Regions from separate parts of the Mus musculus genome. Here all the other regions are linked to region 2. A link is a contact called in public HiChIP or PLAC-seq data. All regions are on one chromosome and are shown on one strand. The core of a region is the stretch at or near the end of the contact, and the rest is flanking DNA. Distances in the headings are between cores, read along the strand shown. Region 1 overlaps Hpse2 (heparanase 2). Region 2 overlaps Got1 (glutamic-oxaloacetic transaminase 1, soluble). Region 3 overlaps R3hcc1l (R3H domain and coiled-coil containing 1 like). Region 4 has its middle 39 kb from the start of Gm25216. Region 5 overlaps Hpse2 (heparanase 2).

What was found. HiChIP or PLAC-seq counts read pairs in DNA pulled down with a chosen protein or histone mark.
Region 1: a contact with region 2 is called in a FOXA1 HiChIP or PLAC-seq map of pancreatic cancer cells. The contact joins two enhancer-like sites.
Region 3: an H3K27ac HiChIP or PLAC-seq map of embryonic stem cells shows a contact between it and region 2, with 3 times the contacts expected there. The contact joins two enhancer-like sites. A contact is called at or near these places in 2 of 115 datasets of contacts at active chromatin or transcription factors (embryonic stem cells and hepatocytes) and 1 of 9 other capture datasets (embryonic stem cells).
Region 4: a contact with region 2 is called in a FOXA1 HiChIP or PLAC-seq map of pancreatic cancer cells. The contact joins two enhancer-like sites. A contact is called at or near these places in 2 of 484 Hi-C or Micro-C datasets (the N1E-115 cell line and bone marrow-derived macrophages), 2 of 115 datasets of contacts at active chromatin or transcription factors (embryonic stem cells and pancreatic cancer cells) and 1 of 9 other capture datasets (embryonic stem cells).
Region 5: an H3K27ac HiChIP or PLAC-seq map of embryonic stem cells shows a contact between it and region 2, with 3 times the contacts expected there. The contact joins two enhancer-like sites. A contact is called at or near these places in 1 of 484 Hi-C or Micro-C datasets (the N1E-115 cell line), 5 of 115 datasets of contacts at active chromatin or transcription factors (astrocytes and embryonic stem cells) and 1 of 9 other capture datasets (embryonic stem cells).

The regions. Positions count from the first base shown.
Region 1 is chr19:42,858,864-42,861,563 of GRCm38.p6, reverse strand. The region is part of intron 9 of Hpse2 (heparanase 2); the gene reads left to right. Among named protein-coding and RNA genes, the nearest start is that of Hps1, 80 kb to the right of the region's middle. Within about 2 kb of position 1,338, at least 6 of the 459 cell types and tissues checked have an H3K27ac peak or open chromatin away from gene starts, as enhancers often do. A contact at or near this core is called in pancreatic cancer cells, where this site is marked.
Region 2 is chr19:43,497,854-43,500,608 of GRCm38.p6, reverse strand. Got1 (glutamic-oxaloacetic transaminase 1, soluble) reads left to right here. Exons shown (of 9, transcript NM_010324.2): 9 at 52-857. The coding sequence ends at 191. Among named protein-coding and RNA genes, the nearest start is that of Got1, 25 kb to the left of the region's middle. Within about 2 kb of position 1,403, at least 88 of the 459 cell types and tissues checked have an H3K27ac peak or open chromatin away from gene starts, as enhancers often do. A contact at or near this core is called in embryonic stem cells and pancreatic cancer cells, where this site is marked.
Region 3 is chr19:42,586,849-42,589,548 of GRCm38.p6, reverse strand. The region is part of intron 6 of R3hcc1l (R3H domain and coiled-coil containing 1 like); the gene reads right to left. Among named protein-coding and RNA genes, the nearest start is that of Loxl4, 25 kb to the left of the region's middle. Within about 2 kb of position 1,273, at least 15 of the 459 cell types and tissues checked have an H3K27ac peak or open chromatin away from gene starts, as enhancers often do. A contact at or near this core is called in embryonic stem cells, where this site is marked.
Region 4 is chr19:42,659,083-42,661,782 of GRCm38.p6, reverse strand. No RefSeq gene overlaps it. Among named protein-coding and RNA genes, the nearest start is that of Gm25216, 39 kb to the left of the region's middle. Within about 2 kb of position 1,427, at least 109 of the 459 cell types and tissues checked have an H3K27ac peak or open chromatin away from gene starts, as enhancers often do. A contact at or near this core is called in pancreatic cancer cells, where this site is marked.
Region 5 is chr19:42,890,506-42,893,205 of GRCm38.p6, reverse strand. All of the region lies in intron 9 of Hpse2 (heparanase 2), which reads left to right. Among named protein-coding and RNA genes, the nearest start is that of Hps1, 110 kb to the right of the region's middle. Within about 2 kb of position 1,440, at least 8 of the 459 cell types and tissues checked have an H3K27ac peak or open chromatin away from gene starts, as enhancers often do. A contact at or near this core is called in embryonic stem cells, where this site is marked.

The sequences.
Region 1 (2,700 bases), core at 89-2,588, 640 kb after region 2:
CAGAGGACAAAAAAGAGAGACGTCTTTAACTTGGTATTATTAACATTATTTTATTTTAAAATAAAAGCTAAGGAATTTGTTCAGTTGGCAAAACAGAGCTTCCTAACTACCCATTTACAATAGTGTGATATCCTATGGTATCTAAAACTCAACATATCTCAAAATGGAATTCAGTGGTCCCTCCTAACCATGTGTCTCCTCAGGTTCATGGCACCTTCATCATCACTCCTATCTAGCCTCTCCTACTTATTCACCAGGTGTAAGCTATCACTGTGTTGGTCCTTGTGTTCCTCTTTCTTTCATGATTTTTGCACTAGATAAGTGCATGAAAAATTTGTCTAGTGATTAAAATTTACTAGAGTTTCTTAGTGATAAAGATTTTAAGGCCACATACCTAGTGGTATGGAGTCAGTGACTTTAGTTAGTGTGAATCTCAGAAAAAAGAAAGTATTCTTTTCTTTTAGGGATCAGTAAACCATGTACTTTTATGTAGGAAGAAGGTAAATCCATATGGATGCCATGATAATAGAGTCTGGGATGATTAACTTGGAAATGATCTAGCAAGTGTAGCCATGGGGTAGAGGGAAGGAGGGTAATTTTATATAGGGTTCAACAGAAGGACACTGTACAGTATTTGCTTAGAATCTTTCCAAATTTCAAAACCAAAAGGCTGTCTAAATAATAAAGATATTGTATGGCAGTTTATTCAAATGACACTTATGAAGAATTATAATGAAGTACTATGCTACAAAATGAGAAGTCAAAGCTATTTTGACAAAATAGAAGAGAGCAAACATCAACACATGGAGGCCAGACAAGGGAACCCAGCAGACAGGAAAGATCCTCAAAAGCAGTCACAGAATCAGTCGAAGACCCCTTGTTCACACAGTCAGCAGTCCCATACAAACACCAAGCTGAAAGTTACAGTGTATATGCAGAGGGCCTGGTGCAGACCCATGCAGAACCTGTGCTCGCTGCTTCAGTCTCTGTGACTTCAGTGAGCCCTGCTAGTTGATTCCGAGGGCTCTGTTCTCCTGGTGTCCTCCATCCCCTCTGGCTTTTACACTCAACACCTCCTCTTTTGTGGGATTCCCTGAGATCTAAGGGAAGGGATCTGATGGAGACAGTCCATCTAGAGCCATGTGTTCCAAAGTGTGTGTGTGTGTGTGTGTGTGTGTGTGTGTCCACATAAATTGCCTGATTGTGGGCTCTGCATCTGTTCCTGTCTGCTGTAGGAGAACGCTTCTCTGATGATGACTGAATAAGGCACTGATCTATGAGTACAGCAGAAAAGGAGTATGAGTCATTTTATTGATTCTTTTTTAAAAGAGTAGTTGTTTGGTTTTACCCTAGGACTCTGGGTGATGTCATCTCTGGGTCTTGGTCATGCTAGCAGAGTTGGGCATGGGTTCCCCATGGAGTGGGTCTTAAGTCAGATGAGACATTGGTTGGCTACTCCTATAAGTTCTGTGCCACCATTATCCTAGCACATCTCATAGGAAGAACACATTGTAGGTCAAAGGTCTTGTGGCTGGGTTTGGTGTTCATATTTCTTCCTTGGTTGTGTTCAGAATATCTTCCTGTACCCAGGAACTAGAACAGAGAGGTGAAAGCTTCATGGAGGCATCCGCTGGAATTTTCCATGTTCAGTGAGTTGTGTGAGTGTGGTCTGCAGCAATGGGGCCCTGCTGTAAATTTCTGGAAAACAACCTGTTGTCTTAGCAACAGCCTGGATTGTTTGGGGATTTCCATGACCCCATTGGCCAACAACTCAATTAAATGCAACCCAGCCCTGCTATTGGAAGCCTCATTTGGTGATAAGAAATGGTCAGTTGGGACTGTGTCCCACATTAGGAGACCTCATTAGAATTCCCTTCGTATACTTTAGGAAGTTTTCACTACACTGGGTTTTCATATCATCCCTCAAATGCCCCTCAATTCTAGCTGTCTCTCACTGCATTTCCTTCCTCAACCCTATTCCCCTCCCCCTCCCCACCTTATCCTCTCATTCTCATCCTCACCCACCCCCAAACCACCCATAAAATCTATTCTTTTCCTCCTTCCCAGGGATATACATATGCCCCACCCCAGTCTAATTCTTCTGTGCCTAACCCTCTCTGGTTTATGGATTATAGAACATATCAGGGCCTCTCCTATTTCCCAGTATAGATCAAACTTGACCCACAGTGTGATGGTCCCTGAACACCTCGTCAGCACTGTCCTTTGGCCCTTCTCCATTCCCACCCTCTCTGTGACTTTCCTCTGTGCTTTAATCATGAGATAGAAGCATCCCCCATTCCCAGGGCCATTGTGGTTCCAGGACTCTACACAGATACCAAACTCCACAGATGTTTCAAATCTCCCATGTTCAATAACACAGTGTTTGCGTATTACATGCACACACCCTCCTGCATACTTACATCACCTGTAAGTCTACATCTACTGTAGACTCTGCAAACAGTCATTATTCTGTAGTTTAGTGAATAATGAGAAGAAAAATATTTATAGTGCAGGTAACTCTTTCTCAAATATTTTCAATTTGTAGTTCATTGAAGTCACAGATGTGGACTTTTGGATATAGAAACTGCACTGCATTTGTGGTTCTTCAAACATACTCTACTGCTTCCTGAATGATCATTCATTTGTTAGTTTGCTCTTCTGTAATTTGTAGCTAAAGGTTAAGTATTGGAGATACAGCTG
Region 2 (2,755 bases), core at 154-2,653:
CTGAGTGTCCACTGCTTAAGTCAGTGTCTTGCCCTCCTGTCTTCTCTACAGCCAAGCAGGTCGAGTATTTGGTCAACGAGAAGCATATCTATCTCCTGCCGAGTGGTCGGATCAACATGTGCGGCTTGACCACCAAGAACCTAGATTACGTCGCTACCTCCATCCATGAAGCCGTCACCAAAATCCAGTGAAGAAACACCTCGTAGTTCACGCCACCAAAGCAGTTCTTGTCACACCTTTCCTGCCTGCGCAAACCTAGCTGTACCTAGCTGTACACGTCCTTTATTAGAGATGACCGAGGGGAAGCAGCTGCTGTTTAGCTGACCCCCCACATGAGAAGACGTTTCTTGAAATGAGCCCCGGGGGCTCTGGGGTTAGAGCCTGTTGGAAACCAGAGTAGATTAAAGTTATTTAAGAATAAAAAGAACTTTGGCTATGAGATGTAATCACCTTGCCTTCCTCTCTAGCATTCTGCAGGAGTGATGCCCACGGAGCCTTGGGCTTCTGCGTGTTGCCTGACTGTACAAAAGTCTAGTCTCAAAGATCAAGTTGGTCTGAGGAGCCGGATGTGACTGTGGGTGTTGGCTGGGGCATTAAAACTCATCATCGCCACCCATCTCTGTCTCTCGTCACCCTGATCTCCCCGCACGGTTGTGTCCCTGGTCTGGAACATTAGTTTTTTTAAGGCAACTGTGGCCAATATTTATATCATGACATACAAATGGATTTACGTATTTGACTGAAATGAAAGTTCCACTAAACGGTATTTGCTCTTGTGATATGTGGCACATTGTGATATTTTCTTAGTCTGTTCTGTTTTATTTAAAAAATAAAACTGCTGATCAAGACAAGTGAAATGGAGTTTGTGATCCATTCATGAGTTGCCACCCACAGTTTAGAATGAAGTCTTTAGAGGGGTTCACTGATGGCAAAGGTAAAGGAAAAAACAAAATGTGTTCATGAAACTGGAAGTTCAAGTAGGATCCAGGCTGTAAGTCCATGTTGCTTTTGTAGGTTTATCGTTCAGACACCAGCCATTTTCTTAAGAAACTAGGATGATATCATTTAGAGGGATTCTAGAATACCAGCTCTTTCCGTCACCGCTGGAGCTGCTATGTCCCTAGTGTATTGAAAACATTACAGCTGCTTAAACATCACAAGTTCCAGAGTCCCTGAACTCTGGGAAAAGGGTGGGTCTGGAAAAATTGGTAGGGCTATGCCTTACTTTAAGCAACAGAGTAACCACTTTTCAAAATATTTAAGAGTAGCTTTTCAGAATTTCCCAGGACTCCCTTGAGGTATAAAAATCCCACGATTTTTAAAGATGGTCGGCTCCAGAAGTCACCAGGTCTAGCCTGGCTACCGCAGTGAAACAGTCTGCTTGCTTCCTGTTGTCTCTGACTCACCCCCTTTCCTCTGGGTGTGGTACGGAATTCTTTCCAAGCTTACCAAGACACCCTGTTCTGTTAGTAGGGCCTTTTAGTTTAAAAAAAGACCTTTGACCTTGAGCCAGAATTTGGACTGTTGCTGTCATTCTGCCGTCATTCCTCATTCCTTTCTTTGAATCAGTCTGTTGGTACTGAAACAGTCTGGCTTCCTGCCTTCGGAGAGGAACGGTGGTTATCCCTGGTCTGGCTTTCCTTTGCAAAGCCCTCCGCCCTTGCAGATCCTACCATCTGGCTGGGCTGACTCTCTGTAGGTGCCCCAGGCTGCTGGGTGTGGACGAGGTAAAGGTTATTAGACGTTAGCTTGCAGCTTGTTTCCATTTGTATCCTTTATTGAGGTTTGTTCTTTCAGCTCTAGGATGCTGCCTTCCCTGGAAGAGTTTCTTGCATTCTCCCTAGGGGTGGCTTAAGCCATCAGACTCCAGTACCTCTGATGGGGACAGACTTGGTTGTTGTGAGCAAAAGAGCATTGCTTGTTGCTCTTGCAGAGGACTGGGGTTCTGTTTCTAGCACCCACATGAAACCACAACTGCCCGGAATTCCAGATCAAGGGGATCTGACGCCCTCTTCTGGCTTCCAGGGGTACCTACATATGCTAAGGCATACACATAAATAAATCTTAAAAAACAATTTTGATCAATGTGGCCCTCCAAAATGTCCTACCCAGTAACCACCCCCCACCTTTTTTTTTTTTTTTTTTTTTTTTGAGACAGGGTCTCTCTGTGTATCCCTGACTGTCCTGGAACTCACTCTGTAAACCAGGCTGGCCTTAAACTCAGAAATCTGCCTGCCTCTGCCTCCCGTGCTGGGATTAAAGGTGTGCGCCACCACTGACTGGCTCCCCAGTAAACTCTTACTAGGGCATACTTTTCTTGTTAGGGAAAGAGAATTTTTCTTCTAGTTTTTTATTTTTAAATTTATTTTATAAAAATTTATTTATTAGAAAAATTTCTAATTTTTCTTCTAGGGGGAGTGCCAAAACTATTTAAATTAAGGAAACAACTTTAAGTCTCAATGCCAGTACCAACATGCTAAAAAAGTTTTTAGTATTTTAAAGAAAAAAAAAAAAGATGAAGTGGGACAAATTGGTTAGCGTGTCCTGTACTGTGTCTGGGGTTCTGTGGATGTTTGGGGGACACTGCAAGAGCTCTCAGATGTGGGTGCATGGTAGACTTCAGAGGTGGGCAAACAGAAAACTCCAACTTGCCAAAACTTCAATCAAGTTGTCCAAAGGCATCAGCGCCTTTGAGAGGCAGTTTTGAGAAATGAGTTAAGCAGCCTTTATTACACCACCTGCTAAGTGTAGCCCA
Region 3 (2,700 bases), core at 24-2,523, 910 kb after region 2:
TCCAAATCATGAACATCACTTAAAAAAAAATCTCTAAACTACACTTGACTGTACTGTTAAGGGGAAGGAAGTTGGCTGGGAATGTGAGAGAGAAATTCCTTGCTATTTGGGCACCATCTTGTGGCATCATCTGAATATAGCAACAAAATTACACAAGGCAAAAAAATGAGGATCAACAAATTATAAACTGAAGGCTGATTAACACTACGCCCAAGAAAGAATTCAACTGCAAAGCAGGCAGGCTTGGGTTGGCTGAGGTTCTCCATGAGCAATGCCAAGGATAAACTTATCCAAACTTTGCCAGGACTTCCTAGGAAAGTAGCATGGTTCTGAGTTAGGGAAGACGTAAATGCAAAGCAGCCATGGATGAAAAAAACTGGTTGTGAATTCCAAGGAAAAACAAAGGAATCAGGAAAATTATTTACTAGAACTCAAATTGTTCATTAAGATAGGAAACAAATCAGAAAAATTATCCCTAAACAATAGAAAAATATGACCGCCCTATAATTCACAAGTCCAAAATCAAAAGTTCTGAAAATAGTTTTTATTGTAAAGTTTGTGTCAAAATTCATTTTTGTTAGCAAACCTAACCCGACATGAGGCTTCTACTGTTCACTTCATGTGACTTGTTACATACTTTGCCCAAGGAACATGAGTGCTAATGTGTTTGCTTTTGGTGTTATAAAACATATAATACAGACACTGTGCCATCTTTGTAAAGTCACAATTTTGAAATATGTCTAGTGTTCAATGCTTGCTAACAAAAGTCCCCTAACTTCTAAGTCTCACCTGAGCATGTATATGTGTGCATGTGTGCATGTGTGTGTCAATTCTGGTGGTAAAACATGGAAACAAAGAAGCACACAGAAACAGTGAAACTATAAAGCATATGAAACACAGAGAATACAGGTCAAAGGGGCCTTTCAAGTGCTCCCCTCTGGGACAGGGGACCTGCATGACTCGCTAAGGCTCAATTATCAGGAAGAAATGAGGCCAAAACCCAGTTCTTATTTTTAAGTAGCATACTTCCCATGATCCTGGCATCTGAAAATATCAAAAGAAAAGGAAAAGCATGTGAAAAAATTAACTGAAAGAAACACGTCCCTTTATCAAAAGAAGGCATTACATGACTGGCTGCATGAAAAAGGCTGTCATTAGCATGGCCTCCATTTAGCGTAAAGTGAAGGACACAAACAGCCCAGGCAGCAGTAGGAGAAGGGAGTAGGAGAGACTGGAACAGTAGAAGGGAATGGCTAGCCTGGAGCATTTCCATAAACTGTCCTGAAGACGCCCACTCCAGTGTGAAAGCACAGATAGAAATGCCCACTGAGCGAGCCGCTGAAGTCAGAGAAGAGAGGTGCTGAGGCCTGAGAAGGGAACGCCCCATCAGGCTTTATTTGACAAGAAAAGGGAAGGAAAGAGAAGGGCTGCAAATTAAAGACTTTCAAAATTTACTTGGGCACTTAAAAAATGATCACAAAACCCACTTGTCGCCACCTACAGAGTAATAATCAGCAAGCTTTGTGCAGAACAAGCCTGGGCAAATCTAATTGCCTTCCTTTATTCCCTGGCAGACTTGGGAGATCAAGAGAAGGGAGCAGTATAAGCAAACTCTTAATTGTGGCAAGGCTTCAGACAAAGTTTATCAAGTATTTATATAATCATCAGTGTTCCAGGAGAATGTAATCCAGAGCTCATCAGGCCCCAGCTAACTGGCAGATGATCTGCAGTATGTTAAGTGCAAGGAACCACGGGCTGTTTATTTTAGCAACACTTGAAGTGGTCAGTTAGTCCTAGTGTTGACATTTTTGTCTCTGAACCAAAAGAAAGAAAGAAAGAAAGAAAGAAAGAAAGAAAGAAAGAAAGAATATTACATCTCTGTAAAAATTTTTTCACATACTTATATGGTTAGAAATGAAGTGAATTTCAGATTAATAGGCAGGAAAAACATGAAAATACCCTGAAAATCTGACTATGGTCAGTAATACAGTGCTGCAGAACGATGGAATGTGCAAAAAGGTTTCCCAGAGTTAGCTACCATGGGTAAATCTGTTTTACTACAAAAGAGCAAGTATTGTTCAGAGATGACTCTAAGTTTGCTGTGATTTAATTAATCAAACTAAATAATTAAATTATTTACTTCCTCTGCTTTAGACCTATGAACCAAATGCTGGCCTTTTAGAACCAGCCAATTAATCATCTACTCCTAAGAATGAAGTGAAATTATGAAATAAAATTATAGTAGACTTTGAAGATGAGAGAGCAGCTTATTCTGAGAAGCAGTGACATACATTTCTAATTTTAGTCAGCAATCAAATATTTGGAATGGAGAACACAGGAAGATGTCCCAGATACTCCTGTGCTGAGCCCTTTACTTATGCGGTTTCATCATTCAGCATGAAGCAGTGGTTGAAACACCTGATTAACTACAATCCAAAGCACTCAGGGATGATCTATCTCCCACGTCCACTCTCAGCACAGCTCTGATCTGTTGCGTGCTCTCCTGGGCCAAAGGACGCTCTACTCATGCTCAAGAACAATGTACTGAAGGTTTTCACCTCTTGACGCACACACTGCGATTTGCTTTAAGTGGCCTGGCACTTCCTTCTCCTCAACTTTTTCAGCTTTAGTGATCTCCCTTAAAGGACTGAGGTATAAGCTGTTCCACTATAATGTCAGGAGAATCCAAGTAGGATAGAA
Region 4 (2,700 bases), core at 178-2,677, 840 kb after region 2:
CACTGACGCCCGGAAGTTTCGTAACTGGCTTCCGATGGAGATAAAAACTCAAGTTCAGTCCAATGAAAGCCAAATTCCTCTGTGCCAATCACAGTGTGAGACACACTGCAGGTGCAATGCGCCCAAGGAACCAGTAGATAAATGGGTGCCTTTTCCCTACCACCCATCAGCACACTCCCCCTTGTGGTTTGAATGTGGAATCTCCCCCACAGTCTCATGTGTTTGAACACCTGGTTTCCTGCAAGCTCTGCTGTTTTGGAAGATGGTGGAAACACTTCAGGTGGAGTCTTGATAGAGGAAGTATTAGGGGCTGCCGTGAGCCTTACATTTTTGATAGCCTTGCCCTCACTTCCTGTCAGCTGCTTCCTGGCGGGTGGTGTAATGGGACCAGCTGCCTTCCCCACCGCACTGGGTCTGTATCCTTACAACTGTGAGCCAAAGTAATTTCTTTCTCCCTTAGGTTGCCTCTTGACAGGTTTTTGGTCAGAGTAACACAAAAAGTTAAATATTTCCTCTTCTTACACCTTGCCCTTGGGCCTGGATGCAGAGGAAAAGGTAGATATAGAACTCGGCTTCCCATAGTATGAGTAGGGAGGGCTTATTGCTTCTTCTACAGCGGTGGTTCTCAACCTGTGGGTCTCAGTCCCCTCAGGATCAATGGACTGTTTCACGGGGGTCACCTAAGACCACCAGAAAACATAGATATTTACGTTGCAATTCGTCACGGTAGTAAAATTACAGTTATGAAGTAGCAACAGAAATAATTTTATGGTTGGGGGGGGTCACCACAACACGAGGAACCATATTAAAGGGCCACATCTTCCATCTTCAGCCCTCTGAGACCTAAAATACAGCATAATGTACATCAGGTATGTCCAGAGCCAGCCACTGTGAGTTTAGGCCTCACCTCTGATGCTTGTCAGTATATAACGTCATACATTCTTCTCTGTACCTCAGTTTCCTAACTATGAAATGAGATATTTGGTTGTTCCCCTCATAGCTTCTGGGAGGACAAAGTGAGTTCGATAATTGTCCTTTCCAAGCCTCTGTGCCCCTACTCTATGATACCCCAAGCGAGGGGACAGCGGCCTCCAAGCCAGAGAGAGAAGGCCACTTCTCCTCCCCACATCTTTCTCTGGAGCACCTGGCAGAAAAGATCCTAAGGAGAAACTGGGAGACCCTAGCGCGCCAACAGGCCCTCGGAGGGAGGCCATTTCTGAAGCAGAGATGAAGTGACTGGGGCCGGGCCTCTGTAGATCAGACCTAAGCAGAGATGCCAGCTCCACCCCAGAAATCCTGGAAGCCAGTTCCACCTCTCTGGGGCTCAGTTTCCCAACATAACATGAGGAGCACCCTTGGACTCCCCCCTCATGGCGTTACTGGGACATTTAAATGCATGTGACTCAGGACAGACTAGAAACAGTGACTACTTGGTAAGGTATGCAGAGATTCCCACAGATTCTTGATGACCCAATCTGAAGGCTAAGCTCAGGGGGGGGGGGGGCATGTCTCACAGAAGAGCTGGTGGCTCAGAAAGCCTGGTGACAGGCCTGAAGCCAGTCCAGGACCATGGGACATCAAAGAACACTGCCAGGCTATTTTCCAACCTAGAAACAAATGTCACCACGCCCATGTAGGCATTTCCGTCTTACCACAGCACTGGCAAGCTAAGTGGCCTCCAAGCACTGACTCTGCTGGGTAAACAGCCCTGGCTACGTGTCACTTTGGAGAAGAGCTATGGCCACGAGGTCCAGGCTTGGAAGCTGGGTCCTGTCAACAGATTCCCCTCTTCAGCCCGCACATGGATGTTCGGACAAAGTCTGGCTCTTGGCAGGGTGAGCTCAGCACAGAGGCAAGCAGAGTCCTGTGCACCACGCTGCCAAGCCGGCCCAGAGGCAAAGGGCCCGAATCTGTTGTTTTCCAGTGTGTTCCTCTGATTACAATTCAGGCTGCATCAGTCTCCTGCTGGAACCCGCTCCTGCATGTGTTCCGAAAGCCACGCGGCACTCACGTGCCTGAACACTTGTTTGCTGACCCGAGGGATCCCTCTAGCTCAAAGGCTGAGAGGTTTGAGTAATCCCCCAATTTGGAAGGACACCCGTTTTAAGCTAGATCCTAGCTGGAGCTAACATCTTTTCTGACCAAGAGAGCAAAGAGAAGCTTCTGTAGTCCTCGCAGCAGAGCCCCATGGTCTGTTGAACAAAGAAAGGGGCGTGTCCTTCGGCTTTGACAGCCCAGGCCCCCACCGTGGAGCTGCCTGCAGGCCGATGGGGCTCCCCTAGACTATTCCAAAGATGTTTGCAAACATTCCCCAGGGGCAAGAGGGCAGTAGAGGAGGGACCATTGCAAAATTCAGAAAAGTCTGGACTGAAAAAAGTTGAGCCAGTATTCTTCTTAGAACCTTTAAAAATAATGTCAGTGAGCTCTAAGAGAAGTTTCTGGAAGCCCTGCCTCTCAGTTATGCTTGACAACTTCTACCTCAGTAGTGTGAGGTTGCCAGGACTACCTACTGGCCTTCCCCACCCCACACATACATGGCTCTAAGAAGGTATCGATAAAAACTCGTCGAACTTTATTTAATGCTAAAATTCCTTTCATGGATATTTGTCGGCAGCTTAGAAGAACTTTATCCTTGACATTCAAGAAGCACATTTTAATGTCCCCAAGGGTCCCTCATGTCTAGGGACAGTTTCTACCTTT
Region 5 (2,700 bases), core at 191-2,690, 610 kb after region 2:
ACCTAATATGAATGCTAAGAGTGTATGCAAAATCTAGCACCAGCAACTTCCTCTACCCAGATGTTTACAGCCTCAAACTATTTGCTGGCAGAGACCTTCTGCTGAGACCAGCTAACTCTCCACCCTGCCCCCACCACCATCCTGTGCATAACAGACTTGTGGTACCTGGTGGCCATATATTTGTTCTTGTTCCGTCAGAGCTCACACCCACCAACCAGCCCAGCCTTGCTGTCTGTGTGCCTATGTGTCTGCCCTTCTCTATTCCTTTACCATCCCAGTCAGGTTTCAGGCCCAAGCTGTGCTGGACCAGCATCTGGGGACAGAGATGTTTATGCCACATGCTAGCACTGGTGGCCTGTCTGCTAACATTTGATTACTAATTGACCCTCATTCAGCAACATCCACTTCTCCGGAGTTTTTGGTTTTCCTTCATACTGGCACCTGCTCTTAGAACTGACATAGCCTCTGCTCCCCAAACCCTGAGACTTCATAGTTTAATTCTGTCACCAAAATTATTCTAGAACATGGAAGTTCCTTGTGACCTTACAGACCATGGAAATCTGAGGTCAGACAAAAGCAGTGTCAAGCTAGGCATGCTGAATGTGCCTCCTTTTGCACTCAAAGTGCCACTGATCCCTGGCCCCACAGCTGCCCTGAGTTGGCCTGGGAAGTCTTCCAACAGTGCTTTGTTCTTTTTCCATTGCCCACCAACTAGGGAGTGAATACTGAGTATCTTTCCTGTGGTCCAGGTCTAGTTTCCTGCAAACCTTCCCTATATATATATATATCATGTCATGTACTGTCTTCTCTACAGTGTGGTTTCTAATGAACTTCTGTGTTCATACCCCAAAGTGTTGTTAAATTAAGAACAGTTTTAGGAGTAGACATATAACAAAATATTTTTAAGACCGTTGCCTTATGAAAGATTTTTTAAAGCTAACTTGAAACTCGAAGTGGAGGACTGATCTTTTCAAGGGGCCTCCGACTTTAGCATAAGCTCAGATATCTAATTAGAGAGATATAAGGAGCTGAGGGACAGCAAGATCCCTAGAGAATACAGCTGAGCATGCTGTAGAGAAAGAGTGACACGCCGGTCACTTCGTGTATTCTCTCATTTCAGTGAAACATTCGTAATTAAACTGTTTTACCTTTAATTTCTTACTTAAGATCCCAAAATATACTTTTATCACACTTTATTGCCTTCTACAGAGCAGAAAATCATCCAGAGCACATTAGCATATGTCTTCTTTCAAAAATGCAGACAAAGAGAAGGTTCAGAAGGAGCGTTCTGACTCCAGAAGGTCAGAAGCTGTTTCTGAACTTAGACAAGAGAGGTTAGCGGAAGTTCAGTTGATTTCGGGAATCCTTGGACAAGGCAGTTCTCAGAAGAGGGAGGAACTGTGCTCAAGAGTTAACAGCCATTGTTTAGGCAATTTGAATTTTATTAAGAGGGGTAGGAAGGAACAGCTGTGGGAGACACAGACATGCTAGGGACAAGGACGTAGTGGAAAATTCTCTGTCCTTAAGTGTCTCTTAATTTACCAAGTGGAAAAATATACCCGTGCTGTCTTCAGCTTGTGTGAGTAAGTCTTCTGATGGTGTGGCCTGATCCGCCTGAGAACTCAGTCTCTTCTGAACTAAATGTACAAACTTCTTACAAACTGTGGTGAGGTTCACACACTTTGAGCATAGTAAGTAGGATTTCCATCAATGTCTGCTTTTCTGGGCTGGGAAGAATCTGTCTTCTTCAAACAATGACAGAGACAAACGCAAGCAGGATGATCACCGTGAGAACTTGGCCACAGCACTGTGAAAGGTCATGGCAGAAACTGGTGCTCTCGGAGAGAGGTTAGTGTTTGATCTGTGCCTCAAAAATGGTAGTGTTAGAGATAATACAAGGTAGTCCTTAATTCTTATCCTGTGCTGTCCATTTTATAAATATAGCATCTCTCATCTTCTCACATCCTATGCCACTGATGAAGATCTCATTTACTTAAGAAGCAGAGAGGGTCAGTCGGTGGTGGCGCACGCCTTTAATCCCAGCACTCGGGAGGCGGAGGCAGGTAGATTTCTGAGTTCGAGGCCAGCTTGGTCTACTGAGTGAGTTCTACAACAGCCAAGGCTATACAGAGAAACCCTGTCTCAAACAAACAAACAAACAAACAAACAAACAAACCCAACTCCCACCCCACCCCCCAAAAAAGAAGCAGAGAGGGGAGCCACAGAGGATAATACCTGTCCTGAGGGCACAGTTAGAAGTGGCAAGCCCAGAACACTCTGGCGCCAAAGCCTGGTACCATTCTGTGCACCAGTGTTCCCCAAGTTAAGATGGGTATAACTAATATGGAGAGAGAGCAAACAGGGTGTGCTGTGTCTGCAAGCAGGACAATATGGGCTGTTGACGCCACCAGAACAACTGCACCCTCCTCCTTGTTCTTGTGAGATCAGAAGGAAGTTTCAGTGTGATGGCCTGTGTCCTTGGTACTCGGCCAGTCCCCACTCTCCAGATCGAGGACAGCATATGCCTGCTACAACTGGACAGTGTATCCATCATATAAACCATTGTTTTCTAGTTGTGAAAGATTACATTTAATTTTTATGTAATATGATATAAAGTAAACATTTAAGTAATTATTAAGGAAATGCTGGTGTAGATGGACAAAGGAGCGGCCACAGCTGAGGCCCTTAGGGTGGGGCAGT